Linked DNA regions of Mus musculus: region 2 is linked to region 1. A link is a contact called in public ChIA-PET data. All regions are on one chromosome and are shown on one strand. Each heading gives the region's core, a stretch centred on a gene start, on an enhancer-like site or on the middle of the called end of the contact. The rest is flanking DNA. Distances are from core to core; before and after follow the strand shown.

Region 1 (6,880 bases), core at 1,624-4,123:
TTGAGCACCATCTAATGTTTGGCTGTGGGTCTCTGCATCTGTTTCCATCTTCTGCTGGGTGGAGCCTCTCAGAGGACAGGGATGCTAGGATCCTGTCTGGTTGTCGCTGGCAGCAGCTCGTCATGCCCATCAACCCCATCCCATGGGCAGAAGACTTGGAATCAACCAATAGGGAAAACGAGAGCTGAGTACCAGCATTCACACCCCCCAACACACCCCCTGCTGCCTGACTGTGGACGGAATGTGGCCAGCTGCCTCACAGTCCTGCTGCAGAGAATCCCCTGCCATGGGGAACTGCATCCTTTAGATGGAAGCCAAAGCAGACTCCTCCTTCCCTAAGTTTCTTTGTCCAGTCATTGATCATAGCAATTAGAAAAGTAGCCAATATAGCAGGGGTTAGTATGTGCTTTGTGAGGGAGTGAACAAGTAGGTGGGTGTTCCAGTGTCAGGACATGGCCGCAGGTCCGGTGTCAGTAGTCCAGGGTGGCCTAAAGGGATCTGTCTGACTTTGAAGGTGAATGTCAGCACTGCCTGGCTTTGCCTAGAGGTGGTTGCTGTTGTTGTCGTCACTATTGTTATTTTCATCATCTTCATCATCATCATCATCATGACGCTTGGCTACAGTTTGGGGGAAAACCACAGAAGTAAACTTCTGTTTTCACAGCGTCATCTCATAGATGTGTGACGTTTGGTTTGGTTTGGTTTCTGACAGTGGATGTTGACCTTGATCACAAGGCTGGGGTCCTGCTTGTCAAGGTTTCTGCTGTAAAAATCCTCCCATCCCTTCCCCTCCCTTCTACTCTCTTTCAACGCCGCACTCTTTACAAGGTTACCATTCTTTATAGCTCCAGCATATCAGACTGCACCATGACTCTTTGAGGTGAAGGGATCTGTATCATCATGGAGGGCTCCAGTCCTGGGCCCACCCCTGGCCATTTTCATAGCCTCTCCTTTACTTCTCTCCCAACAACAAGGGAAAGAATTTCTGAGGGTGTCATCCCTGGTCTCCTACTCACCGGCAAAGTATTACCACGTCTGACCTCCATTATTTGTTGAAGAATAGGGATTTTATGACCACTATCTTTTTGCTGAAGAATGGGGATTTTAGTCCAAAAACAAAACAAACAAACAAACAAAAACAACCAGGAAGGACCTAATTTTTAGGATAGTAAAGATGGGTTCCGGCTTACAATGGTCTTCCTTGGCATTTTTCACTTTATGATGTGAAAGTGCTAGACAACCCACAGAAGCTAGATACTGAATTTTGCTCTTTTTCTTGTGAATTTTCAATATTTACTTATTTTTATCCTTTGACTACTTCATACCTGTTTATAATTACTCTTAATCCATTTCCCTGTCTTGTGCCCCATCTCCTGCAGAAATCCTTCTTCTTTCCAACAATCCATCCTTCTAGCTCCATTTATTTTGGGCGTGTGAGGCCTACTGAGTTTCCTCAGGGTCTCCTGCATGAGCATGGTTGGAGTTGTTTACTGGAACATGGTCAATTTACCACTGGGGATATGTGTGTGGGGTGTTTGTGTGTGTGCAAGCATGTGTGGATATATGCACACATATATGTTTTATATTTATATATGTATATACGTATATGTGTATATATGTATATATATCACTGGATATAGTTTTTCAGTGATATATATTTTTTCAGTGATGTATATATTACTGAAGAAAATGATACTTTCTCTTCAGGCAATATTAGCTGTCAGGGAATGGTGGGGCTTCTTGGGCCCCTCCACCATCCATGATGACATGTTGGCGGGCCCAACTTTGTGCTGGTCTCATAGAGTTAAGTGCAGCTGCAGTGTGGTAGGAGTGCCTCAGCCAGGTCACGTCCAGAGGACATCATTTTGCTGTGCCTCACTTGAGTTTTGATCTATTCTTGGATTGTTGATATTCTGCATCATACTTCTTCATGCTGCTTGTCACAGCAAGTCACAGAAAGTCACAGCTCATAGCCGTCCAATTATAAAGTTAAATGTAGGGATAATCTCTCATGTACTACATGGAAGCATCAGCTGTCAATAGAAATCTGGTAGCCAATAAGCTGAGGCAGAAGGTGGGACATCCAGCAAAGAGAGAGGAACTCTGGGATATAGTTAGTCACAGGAAAAGATTCCCACCTGGACTTGAAAGTCAGACATGTGAAATCGAGGAGCGGTAACTAGCCATGTGGAAGACATAGAAAAGTATTAAGATACAAGCTAGTCAGAAAACAAGCCTAGTTTAAGGCCTAGGCATTTACTCATTAATAAATAAGATTCTGAGTCATTATTCAGGAACTGGGGTGTGGGTGGAAAGCCTGAGTGGTTACATCTAAACACCCAACACTATGCAGCGTACTGTACTGCTCAGCAGTGACATTCAGCAGTTAGGATTACCGAATACATTATCAACCTGCAAGTGATGTGTTGGAACAAAACACCATCCTAGGAATATCTATAATGTCCTGAATATTGAATGGATCCAGCATTATGGATAGCTAATTCTAGTTTGTTTTTTTAAATAGTGTATATATTTTTTAAAGTTAAGCAATGTGAGCTGAATTCTGCCCTCAGTTGTTTTATAAGCAAGTTTCTAAACGTCCCCTAAGTTTTTGTTTTGACAGCAAAGAACTAACTGACACTTCTTCCTGCCTGTGTTCTCCAATGACCTGTTCCAGCCCCAGGCAGCCCACAGCCGTTGTGCAAGACCTTCAGTCATTTTGACTCCAGGAGCAGAAAAGCCTGGAAGGACAGACCACCCTCCAGAAGAGGACAGTTATATTATGATGGCAAGGAGTGCCTCTTGAGAAGGAGCTTGCCTCCTCAAGAAATAAGGACTCCCTTTGATCACTTCACAGAACCAACACAGTGTGTGGCCACCCAGACCACATCCTGACCAGCGTGGCATGAGCTCAGGGTGTGGAGAAGCAGGCATCAAGATTACCATAAGAAAGAAGGCAAATGCCTTTATCACATAGACACACACAGACACACACACACACACAGACACAGACACACACAGGCACACACATGCAGACACACAGACACAGAGACACAGACACACACACACACACAGACACACACATAAACATACATACACACACACACACACACACACAGGCACACACAGACACACACAGGCACACACATACAGACACACACACACACACACACACACACACACACACACACACACCACCTTCACCACCAGCAATAAAACAGAGCAAGGTGGTGAAGTTCCCAGATGTGAAAATGTGGGAGAATGTAAAGGACCTATAAAGGATCAGGGCCATGGAGGCAGAAGACTGTGGGTCTTTTCCAGCTCTCCAACCCCTTCCTCAGAAGTGTCTTTCTCCTTCTTAAGGAATTGTCTATAAACATATGTATACGTAAATGTACATGTATATACATATACGAATGCATACACACTTTACAGCACCAAGACTTATAGATAACTCATTCCCCCGAGCATCCCACCCCCACCCCGCCGGCCAAATCCTTTCTGTTTAAGCCTGAAGCTTATGTTGGCATCCTGGAGATGAACTCGGGTGACTGAACCTCTTTTTTCTTGTGCTTGTTTTTCCAGGGCATTCGCCTCACCCTGCTTTTCTCTACTGCTTGCTTTCCAATTGACATATTGGGCTGGATGATTAGAGCTTGGCGTATTAGGGCTGCTGACTTGTGGCTTTTACCCAGGAAACTCTTTGACCACACCCCTTTCTATCCAGAGATAACCAGTTAACATTTGAGGAGAAAACTTCCTAAATGTGGAATATAAAAGCACATATAGGCATGCAACTGTAGATAAAATCAGAAACATACAAAAGTCAGGTACTACTGTGCATCATTATTAATAACTAATTATTAATTAATTGACCATGAACATCTGTTACACTTAGCCTGCTACAATTAACAACATAAGCTAGGCGGTTTAAACAGCAGGCATTTGGTTTCTGACAATTCTGAGGCGAGGCTGTCCAAGTCAAGGTACCTGTTGATTCTATTCGTGGTGAGCACCCTTTTCATGATTTGCCATGGCTTCACCTGGTGAAGACAGTGGCCATCTATACTGGTTAGTTTTGTGTCAACTTGACACAGCTGGAGTTATCACAGAGAAAGGACCTTCAGTTGAGGAAATGCCTCCATGAGATCCAACTCTAAGGCATTTTTCAATTAGTGATCAAGGGGGAAAGGCCCCTTGTGGGTGGGACCATCTCTGGACTGGCAGTCTTGGGTTCTATAAGAGAGCAGGCTGAGCAAGCCAGAGGAAGCAAGCTAGTAAGGAACATCCCTTCATGGCCTCTGCATCAGCCCCTGCTTCCTGACCTGCTTGAGTTCCAGACCTGACTTCCTTTGGTGATGAACAGCAGCATGGAAGTGTAAGCCGAATAAACCCTTTCCTCCCCAACTTGCTTCTTGGTCATGATGTTTGTGCAGGAATAGAGACCCTGACTAAGACACCATCTTTCTCGTGTCTCTTCTGGTAAAGGCCCGAATCCCATTCACTGGACTAGAGAACTAGTGACTGTCCATGTCCTAATGACCTTTCAAAGGTTCTATATGGCAAACCCATTCCACTGGGGATTCATTGTTTAATATGAATTTGCTGTGACACATCCAATTCATGACATTTACATATACAAAATAATTCAATCTGTCTGTACAACCATGAGAACTTTAATCTATTCCGTCAACTGTAATGTCTGAGGTCCAGAATTTCTTTCCACATATGAATCTATGAAACCAAATAGCTTGTGTGCTTCTAGTATGCGAAGGGCAGAGGTAAGACAGGTGGCACCGTTCTAGGAGGGACAAGTAAGATAAAGATGTGATGGATTCTAGAAACTCAAATGCTAGCAAGGCAAATTCCGTGAGGCGTTCAAGTACAGACACAACCCTCTTTGACTTTCTGCTTTACGTTTTAGCTCCCATCAACCAGAGTTTTGAAACCCAGTGAGGCAGAAATCTTGACTTCCAGACCCTTGAGGGCCCTGGTCCTTTCTTCACAGCTCTGCCAGGCAAGTGTCACATCCCCAAGGCTCTGCCTCTTGGCTCACTCAAACTGATGTGACAGTCCCCACTCCCTACCTTTTGAAATCAAAGATAGAGCTCTGATCTCCAGAGTCACCTCTTACAGGAGTTCTTCCTTTGCCTTAATGTGCTGTGACCATTTACAGCAGTCTTTCTTTATGGTTCCATTTTATAAAATCCAGGTGGCATACATCCATTCTGCCGACATTCCATTTTGATTCATTAAATGCCAGAAGGCCAAAGCTTGTAACCTAGTTATGAGCTCAAAGAGAAGAGGGAATGGGCTTGGAAAACTCAGGACAGCTTCCTGGATGAACTTATTCAGCACCAGGACACAGAGTCACACAGTCATAGCATGATAGTCTTCATAAAGGTTCTAAACCTTCAATAAGGTCAATAAATTTGATTACATCTGGGAGTGGCCCTTGTTTTTAAATGGTAATATTACACTAAACATCACCATAATACTTCCTTGAGTAAATTTTCTGAAAGGACAGAGAAAAGCCTAGAGTAACTCCAAATATCACCATTTATTTCTGCAGATAACCCAAGGATTCTTCCCTCTGGGGTCTCTTGCATTGACATGTCTGTTGCCTGGAAACTCATGGTGATGGACCATGGGAAAGACATACTGGGATGGAACGCATGTGGGACTTTATGGAACCAACTGATGAGATAGCTGTTTCATCAGGGATGTGGAATGACGGTGGGTCCTTCCTAGACCAGGACTTGAGCACTTGGGAGAGCAATTCCAGAAAGCATGAGCAGAAAAAAAAAGGGCACGTAAGTTAGGAAATAAACAAAAAAGCAGGCTCAGGTTATAGTTTTCACCAATAAACTAAATCCCAGTAGAGACTTTCTGGAAAACCAGGTAGAACATGCCTCAGAATTGCCCCTGGAAGAGCCAGTGGGCCTGGAATGTTATCCAATGCTCCACTCCAGATTGGTTCTAGCTTAGCATGAAGAGCATTAAGCACCGTCTCTATCATTGCAGGTTATGCTTTTATGTAGTCTAACAAGCTCTGTGACGGACGTAGGAAGGAGCCACACACAGGTATGTGGGGTGGGAAGCTCAATCTGCTTGTCCAAGAGTGTGTCCAGAGCTACAGAACTTGGGTGTAGGCAGAGAACATGGGGCACCTTCTACAAATGGGAAGAGGCACAGAGAGGTGGTGAGAAATAAGGACCTGGACTTAGCACATGCCCCCAAAACCCACTCGGCTGACTTCACACGTTTTAACTTTCATCTGCGTCAAGCTCAGTCTGGTCTTCCCTGTGTAGGTAGCTGTGTGAGTTGGTAGGAACAGTCCCAAAGGCTGGCTGACCATTCACTGCGTGCCAGGAACTGTACTAAAAGTGATTCATAGAAAAGCATCTCATTGATTATTTATTACAAGGTATTGGAGATGGATAACTAACTCCCAACTCTTAAACAATCTAAACCCGCTGATCACACAGAGGGTGTATGCCCTAAAGGATAGGCTGAAGGTTGTAAGAACTACAAGTCACTGTGAAGAAGGAGACTTGAAAACATGGGCATAGGTGCTGTCCCAGGAGGATTGACAAGCCAATTAGGGGAAGTGCCTTTGGGAACGAAGCTATGGACTGTTTGGAGGGTAGAGGTCAAGGGGATGTGTTAGAGAGCAGGAAGGGGGACAAAGATCACTGCTTCCAGGAAGCCATCGAAGTATTTTCATACCTGGAGACTGAAACTATAATCCAGATGTGAAGTCTAGAAGTAGGGTGGGGGTGGGGATCATGTCCAGAGGAAATACAGCCACGTCTACCAGAGGGTAGACATACTTTGTCAGGAGGGTAGACATACTTTGTCAGGAGAAGGGCGTTCCAAG
Region 2 (6,880 bases), core at 2,976-5,475, 140 kb before region 1:
AAAAGAAATATTTTGACATTTTGGTTGTGAGCCTAGCCTTTAACGGTTGAATAATCTCTTCAGCCTGAAAAATAAGATAAATTCTTTTTAATTTTTTTTTAAATCAAACCTGTATATAGTGCACAAACGTGGCCAAATTCAGCAGTCAGTGACTTCCCGACAACAGTCTGGCTTTAAAAACCATGAGCACACAAACTTCTGTACCCAGCAATTTTTCTAATTCCAGAAACTTGCACTCCAGAAAATAATCAATCCTGAGAGCAAAAAATGTATGTGCAGTAGTGTGTTCATTCAGTGCTGTTTAATAACCTGGGAGCTGACTGTGAGCCGTAGCACACCATAATTGAAACTGCCAGTGTGCTCTTTAGTGCAATGCTGGGGTCACTCTATACCTGGTGTCCACTTACTGTAAGTTAAAAACAAAAAACACAAAACCAGAGCAGATGCGATGACTCGGAAGCCTCTGACCTCCACACATGTACACAGGCAAGATCAATCAACTACCAACCAACCGATCCAAAGTGTAGGGACAGTGTAGGGTAGAGAAAATTGCATGTGAAGCCTGGTTTCTAAGAGCTGGTGCTCAAGAAGGCTCCTGTAGCCATGCATTTACCACACTCTCTCTTTGACCAGGCTTGGGGTAAGGCGTGGAGGGTAGGGTGGGGAGGGTGGCATACTTACTTCAGCTGTAAAATTCAAAGAATGGCCAAAATAAATAAATAAAAGTATATAAATAAATAAAGTGAAAACAAGAAGTTTGAGAAAGCAACTCAGCTGCAAAGGTAAATAACAGGCTAGTGAAATCTTTAAAAATTCCACACTAGTACAGGAAAATTGATGACAAACTGATGCTTTGGGAGTCTGAGATGCCTGTCTTTCCTTTCGTATTTATCTCCTGACTAAGGAGGTCTGTGGAAGACAGAAGGGAGGTAGAAGAGAGTCCACTAGCTCCATCCAGAAGAAGGCAGTTGGGCAATGCCCTCTGTATAAGAAAACACCACCTTGGTGGTGGTGTATAATCAAAAGTTAGGTTTTCAGTTTGTAGCCAGTATCTAGTTGTAGATGTTCTCAACCTGTGGGTCTGGACCCCTTTGAGGGGACTGAATGACTTTCACAGGGGTTGCCTAAGACTGTTGGAAAACACAGATATTTACATTACAATTTATAATGGTAGCAACGTTGCAGTTAGGAAGCAGCAATAGAAATCACTTTATGTTTGGAGGTCACTGCAGCGTGCACGAGGAGCTACACTGAACAGTCTCAGCGTTGGGAAGGTTGAGACCCGCTGTTCTATGGACCAGTTCTCCCTGACTGCAATGCCCTCCCCATCTTTCTCCCCACCTCCACCCACCATGGACAAATACTAGGAGGAAAAGCTGTGAACTGTGGCCTTCAACGGTGTGGATCTATCTGAGCCAGCAGTTTGTTGTTTACCCACAAGCCAGGGACCCCTGGGTCCTTGGCCTGCTCTATGGCCCGCCTCTTTTATTAGGTCAAAAGCGGATCAGAAGGGTGAGCAAACACCTGCTTGCTTGACCTCATTTCACCCTGCTGGCGTCAGGCTTGCTGTTTTGTGTGGACTTTTCTGCTGACCTTTCTGATGGCCTGTTCAGTAAACCGAAGGGGGAAAAAAAGAAAAAAGAAAAACTTAACTGAGAATAAAGGGTCAAGAAGAAAAGGGAGGCCAGCGGGAGGGGGTCCTGATGTGAGTCTGGTGATGCAGGAGTGTAAAGGCTGTGCTAGGAGGATGCTGGAGAGTACCAAGAATTTTGGTGCTTTAAAATGGTGTGTGTGTGTGGGGGGGTGCTGGAGGGATGGCTCAGGGGTTAAGAGCACTGACTGCTCTTCTGAAGGTCCTGAGTTCAAATCCCAGCAACCACATGGTGGCTCACAACCATCCCTAATGAGATCTGACACCTTCTTCTTGTGTGTCTGAAGACAGTTACAGTGTACTTAAATATAATAATAAATAAATCTTTGGGCAGGAGTGAACAGGGGCCGGAGCAAGCAGAGGTCCTGAGTTCAATTCCCAGCAATCACATGATGACTCACAACCATCTGTACTGCTACAGTTTACTCATATAGACTAAATAAATAAATAAATCTTTTTTTTTAATGGGGTGTGTGTATGTGTACATATGAGTCAAGTGTCTGTAGAGGGTGTCTGATTCCTTGGAGTTAGGGTTACAGGCACTTGTGAGTGGCCTAATGTGGATTCTGGGATCTGACCTTGGCTCCTTGGAAGAACAATAAGGACTCTTTAACAGCTGAGCCTCACGCATGCACGATCAAGTCTTTGGTCCTAAAGCTTCCTGTGTCTATACTTCCTGTACCTTTTGTTTGCAAGCAGCTCTCAGGCAGCGCCTCCTTGGACAGTCAATCTGATGCGTTCAGGCCACCCACTGACATAACTACCCATGAAAAAGAAGGATAATTCCTTTTTAGGCTTCCTGGGAATATATAAACCATAAAAGCACAGTGTGTGGTACATTCTATGAAGCCAGGGGAGAAACTGGTACTTTAGCCAGTCAGATCCCTAAGCTAACTGTCAATCAAGGAAAATAGCATTAAAATAGCTATGTCCACTGTTCCTTTACATGCGAGTATTAGCCCGAGTGACCCACGTTTTATCTGAAGGTCAAACAAATCCACAAACTACAAGCAAGCGTGGCTATATAAGGCGAAGACAACCGTGCCTCGGGGAAATTTTCAATTGATTTCCTGAGAACAGGTCAGGGGAGAACTAACAGAAGTAGGCATTTGTTGAACCCCAGTGTGAACCCATCTTTTATCCCTGCAATTACCTTTGCCTGCCAAAAGTTAACAGGTTAGCTAAAATTTTAGAGTATAAAAATTCTCTAACCATAAGTGACTCTGTTTCTACCCTCTGCCATTTCTACACCCCACCCCCTTTCTTCTTTTAATTTTTTTCTTTGACAGTGAGTCACTGTGTAGACCAGGCTAGACTGAAACTCACATAGCTCTATTACCACCCCTGGTTAATCTCTCTCTCTCTCTCTCTCTCTCTCTCTCTCTCTCTCTCTCTTGGCAGTACACAGACATTTGTGGTTGTGTTTCTGCTTTGTGAGCAGCTGTTGAGGTTTTCACTCACATTATTTTATAACTTCCTTCTTTTGTTTTTGTTTTGTTTTTTTCTACCCCATCTCTATTTTCTTATAGAACATGGTGTGGACCTAAAGGACATTTGCTTCTAGTCTGTCGGAAGCTATTTTTACTGTCTGTTTTATTAATGGCTATAAGGTGACCCAAAATTATCTTTGTGATTTGCAGAGTAAGCCTGCTTTTATGGTATTGTTTTCAGTCCTTGACCCTGCCACCCCCATCTCTTGTAGTATTTGTTGGCCTGGGCAAGGGAAGAAAATCTCTTATCTTTTTAGGAAACATACCATAGAAACTAAATAACTTAAGGGTGATATAGTCTTTAGTCTCAGCACTGATGTGCAGTGTGTGTGTGTGTGTGTGTGTGTGTGTGTGTGAGTGGGGGTGGGGAACCAGGGAGAGAGAGAGAGAGAGAGAGAGAGAGAGAGAGAGAGAGAGAGAGATCTGAATTAAAAGGCTATCCTGATCTACATAAAGGGCTCCAGAACAGCCAGGGCTACACAGTGAGACTTATCTCAACAAGAGAAAAAAGACCAAGGGGGGGGGAAGCCCTAAAACCACATATGTACAAATAGCATTATACAGACCAAGTGGGCTGTATTTATGTATTTAGGGACACACACACACCATAGAAAAGGTCTTGAATTTGAAAGAGAACAAGGGTGGTTTAAGAGGAAATCAGGAAATGATGTCATTGTAATCTCAAAAAATTTATGTGTGTGTGTATATGTGTATGTGTGTGTGTGTGTGTGTGTGTGTGTGTGTGTGTGTGTGTGTGTATGTATTCTTTACAAATCCTGCCTGCCAGTTCTTTAAACAATCTGGATACTGTCTGTCTACAACCTTGAGTGCAGTGGTGTGTGTGAAAGCCACCACACTCGGGAGGAGGGGGGGAGTGTCAGACACCCGGGTCAAATCTGGTTTTACCTCAACAAGTCTGGATCACTGTTGAGACCTATCCTTCAAGAAGGCGGTCGGGACAAAGCAGACAGAGGCACCAAACTGATACTCTGTGTCTCAGCTTCATCCTTCCCTGCTCCAGGCTCCCTTCATCCTGGGAACCGCTTACTACCAGGCCCAAGCGCCGATCTGGCCAACCGAACACGCGTGGCACCCGCAGCCAGGCTAGGAGGGTCACGCGGACACCGTGAGCCTCTGCCCCGTGCCCCTGTCGCCTGTCAGCGCAAGTTTGCTAGGTTCAAGTTCCAGCTCCCAGGGCACAGTGTGTTTTTGTCTCTGTTTCTGTCACTGTGTCTAACACACACACATACATACATACACACACACACACACACCATGCACACTCACACCACACGCATACACACACCCCACTGTGTCTGCCTCTGTTTCTGTCACTGTAACACACACACACACACACACCACTGACGTCTCTGTGTGAGCCCTTCCCAACAACACTTCACTTGGCCACTGCACCGCATCTACCTCGCCCAACTTGATCACTTCCGGTGGTGGCTAAATTTCAGTTTTGTTTTGTTTTTAATCCAGAAGTTAGGGGTTGGGGAGGGGGTGATATAACCATCACCTCCTTTACTCCAAACCTGGAAAGGAGACCTGAAAAGACTGGCGTCCACAATAAAGTTTATTCCAACTTTATTCCAGGCGCTCTGGTTGGCACTGCTCCTGTCCCGGTCACTGGCTGCTGGCCAGCTCCCGCCCCACGCTGCCCAGCCCCGCCCCGCCCTGCCCGGGAGCCACAGCTCGCAGGCTCTCCTGTCCTCCGCAGCCCGCCAGCGGCTAGAGCGACAATGACGAGCAGCCACCGCCTCCTGCTGGAGAACGCACAGCAAGTGGTGCTGGTGTGTGCCCGCGGCGAGCGCTTCCTGACCGGGTCTGCGCTGCGCAGCCTGGCGGTGCTGGAGGGCGCCAGCGTGGTGGTGGGCACGTGAGTAGCCAGTAGCTGGGGACAGGCGAGATGGGGTTCCGGAGCGAAAGCTCTTTCTCCAACAAAACACCTTCAGGGCATCTTTCATTATGATCATTGATCATTGATCCCATTATAGCTTCTAAAGTACTGGCTGGTGGGTTTGCTTTGTTGTTTCCAGAAGAGTCTGTAGACTCTTTTTTGCTCTAAAATCCCGGATATTGATCCAGGTGTGCAGTCCCAGCACCCAAGAGGCAGAAGGTGAGGTCTGTAGTCTAAGGCCATCCTTGACTGTATGTAGAGTTTGCATGTGAGATCCTGTTTCAAAAAACAATCAAGAACTTAAAAAAAGAAAGAAAGAAAAGAAAGGAAAGAAGGAAGGAAGGAAGGAAGGAAGGAAGGAAGGAAGGAAGGAAGGAAAGGAAGGAAGGAAGGAAGGAAGGAAGGAAGGAAGAAAGAAAGAAAGAAAGAAAGAAAGAAAGAAAGAAAGAAAGAAAGAAAGAAAGAAAGAAAGAAAGAAAGAAAGAAAAGAAAAAGAAAAAAGGACAGGGTTTCTCTGTGTAGCCCTGGCTGTCCTGGACTCTTGTAGACCAGACTGGCCTCGAATTCACTCACAGAGTTCCACTCATCTCTGCTTCCCGAATGCTGGGATCAAAGACATGCCCCTCTTTAAAAAAATACTTTTAAATAAAACTAACATTACATCTTTTTTCCCCCCTCAAAAAGCACCTGTGGTGTGCATTATGTAGTCCAGCATAGTGGCCATGTCTTTAATACCAGCACTCTGGAGGCAGGGGTAGACTATTCAAAGTCAGCTTGCTCTACGTAATTCCAGGGCAGCCAAGTGAGACCATGTCGTAAAACAAACAAACCTACGGCTGACCCGCAAAATCACTCAAGCCCTGCATCAGGGAACTAAGGTTAACACACAGGCGCTTTGCTTTGGGGTTGTTTTCTAAAGTAAATAAAAATGTGTCAACACTCACACCTTTTAAAGAGAAGGAATGAATGTGTATTATTTTGTAGTTTATTCTTTTTCCCACTTAGTAGTAAACAGTAAAGCCTCACTATTCCATGTTAATAGTTTCTAAAGGGCCAAAACTCCTAACACCTTTGGAAGGTGGTTTCTAGCTTCCTTGAGTAATTATGTTACTGGATGTGCACTTTGTTCAAACATGACTCCAAAACCCACCACTGAATGACAGCCCACATTCTTAGAAGGTGGACAGCTGTGTGGTTAATGTGGTCCTGAAGAGAACCCCACACCCCCAGAGTCATCCCACACAGGCTGAGGCCATCAGAGATCTCCATCGTAGGCCTGAACTCATTTAAAGTCCAACAGCACACATGAAGTGGTGTGTGCTTCAACCTCCAGCTCTCCGCAGAGCCCTTTGCCCTGTGGCTCCTGGTTAAGTCAGCTCCATGTCAACCAGGACAAACCTCTGACAGAAGAGGAATTCCTAAGTAGGGAGTCCCAAGTGAGGGCTTTGTGTTTAACCTGCATTCATAGGTCAGCTTCCAACCTGTCTGGTCCTTTCCATCACTGGATTTACTGCAAAGTGGGCATTTTATAGAACTTGGCCAGATAAAACGCTATCCGGATTCAAAAATCAGAATACAATTTTTTTCAAAATTCAAATGTAGTTTCTTGTTCTCTTCCTGAATTTGCCCTCCTCTAAATGCACCCCTCCCCAGTTAGGTGAGCTTTCCATCACTGTGACAAAATGCCTGGGACAGGAACAAAGGAAAGATCTAGTGGGTTTCACTGTGCCCGGCTCCATCACTCTGAGGCCTTGTCACCACAGGGCCAAATGTCCTGGTGTCAGGGTGGGGCACAGGAGATGGAAGACACTTATCCCATGGTGACCAGGACGCAGA

What was found. ChIA-PET counts read pairs in DNA pulled down with a chosen protein or histone mark.
Region 2: an RNA polymerase II ChIA-PET map of memory CD8 T cells shows a contact between it and region 1, with 80 read pairs. The contact joins the promoter of Ccdc38 here to the enhancer-like site in region 1. A contact is called at or near these places in 2 of 39 promoter capture datasets (the 3T3-L1 cell line and hippocampal neurons), 4 of 115 datasets of contacts at active chromatin or transcription factors (bone marrow-derived macrophages, effector CD8 T cells, embryonic stem cells and 1 more) and 3 of 9 other capture datasets (adipose tissue, liver and pancreatic islet).

Annotation. Positions count from the first base shown.
Region 1 is chr10:93,398,859-93,405,738 of GRCm38.p6, reverse strand. No RefSeq gene overlaps it. Among named protein-coding and RNA genes, the nearest start is that of Gm40742, 29 kb to the left of the region's middle. Within about 2 kb of position 2,873, at least 63 of the 459 cell types and tissues checked have an H3K27ac peak or open chromatin away from gene starts, as enhancers often do. A contact at or near this core is called in bone marrow-derived macrophages, effector CD8 T cells and memory CD8 T cells, where this site is marked.
Region 2 is chr10:93,537,977-93,544,856 of GRCm38.p6, reverse strand. Ccdc38 (coiled-coil domain containing 38) reads right to left here and starts at 4,225. Exons shown (of 16, transcript NM_175488.6): 1 at 4,048-4,225. It overlaps Amdhd1 (amidohydrolase domain containing 1), which reads left to right and starts at 4,824. Exons shown (of 9, transcript NM_027908.1): 1 at 4,824-5,023. The coding sequence starts at 4,887.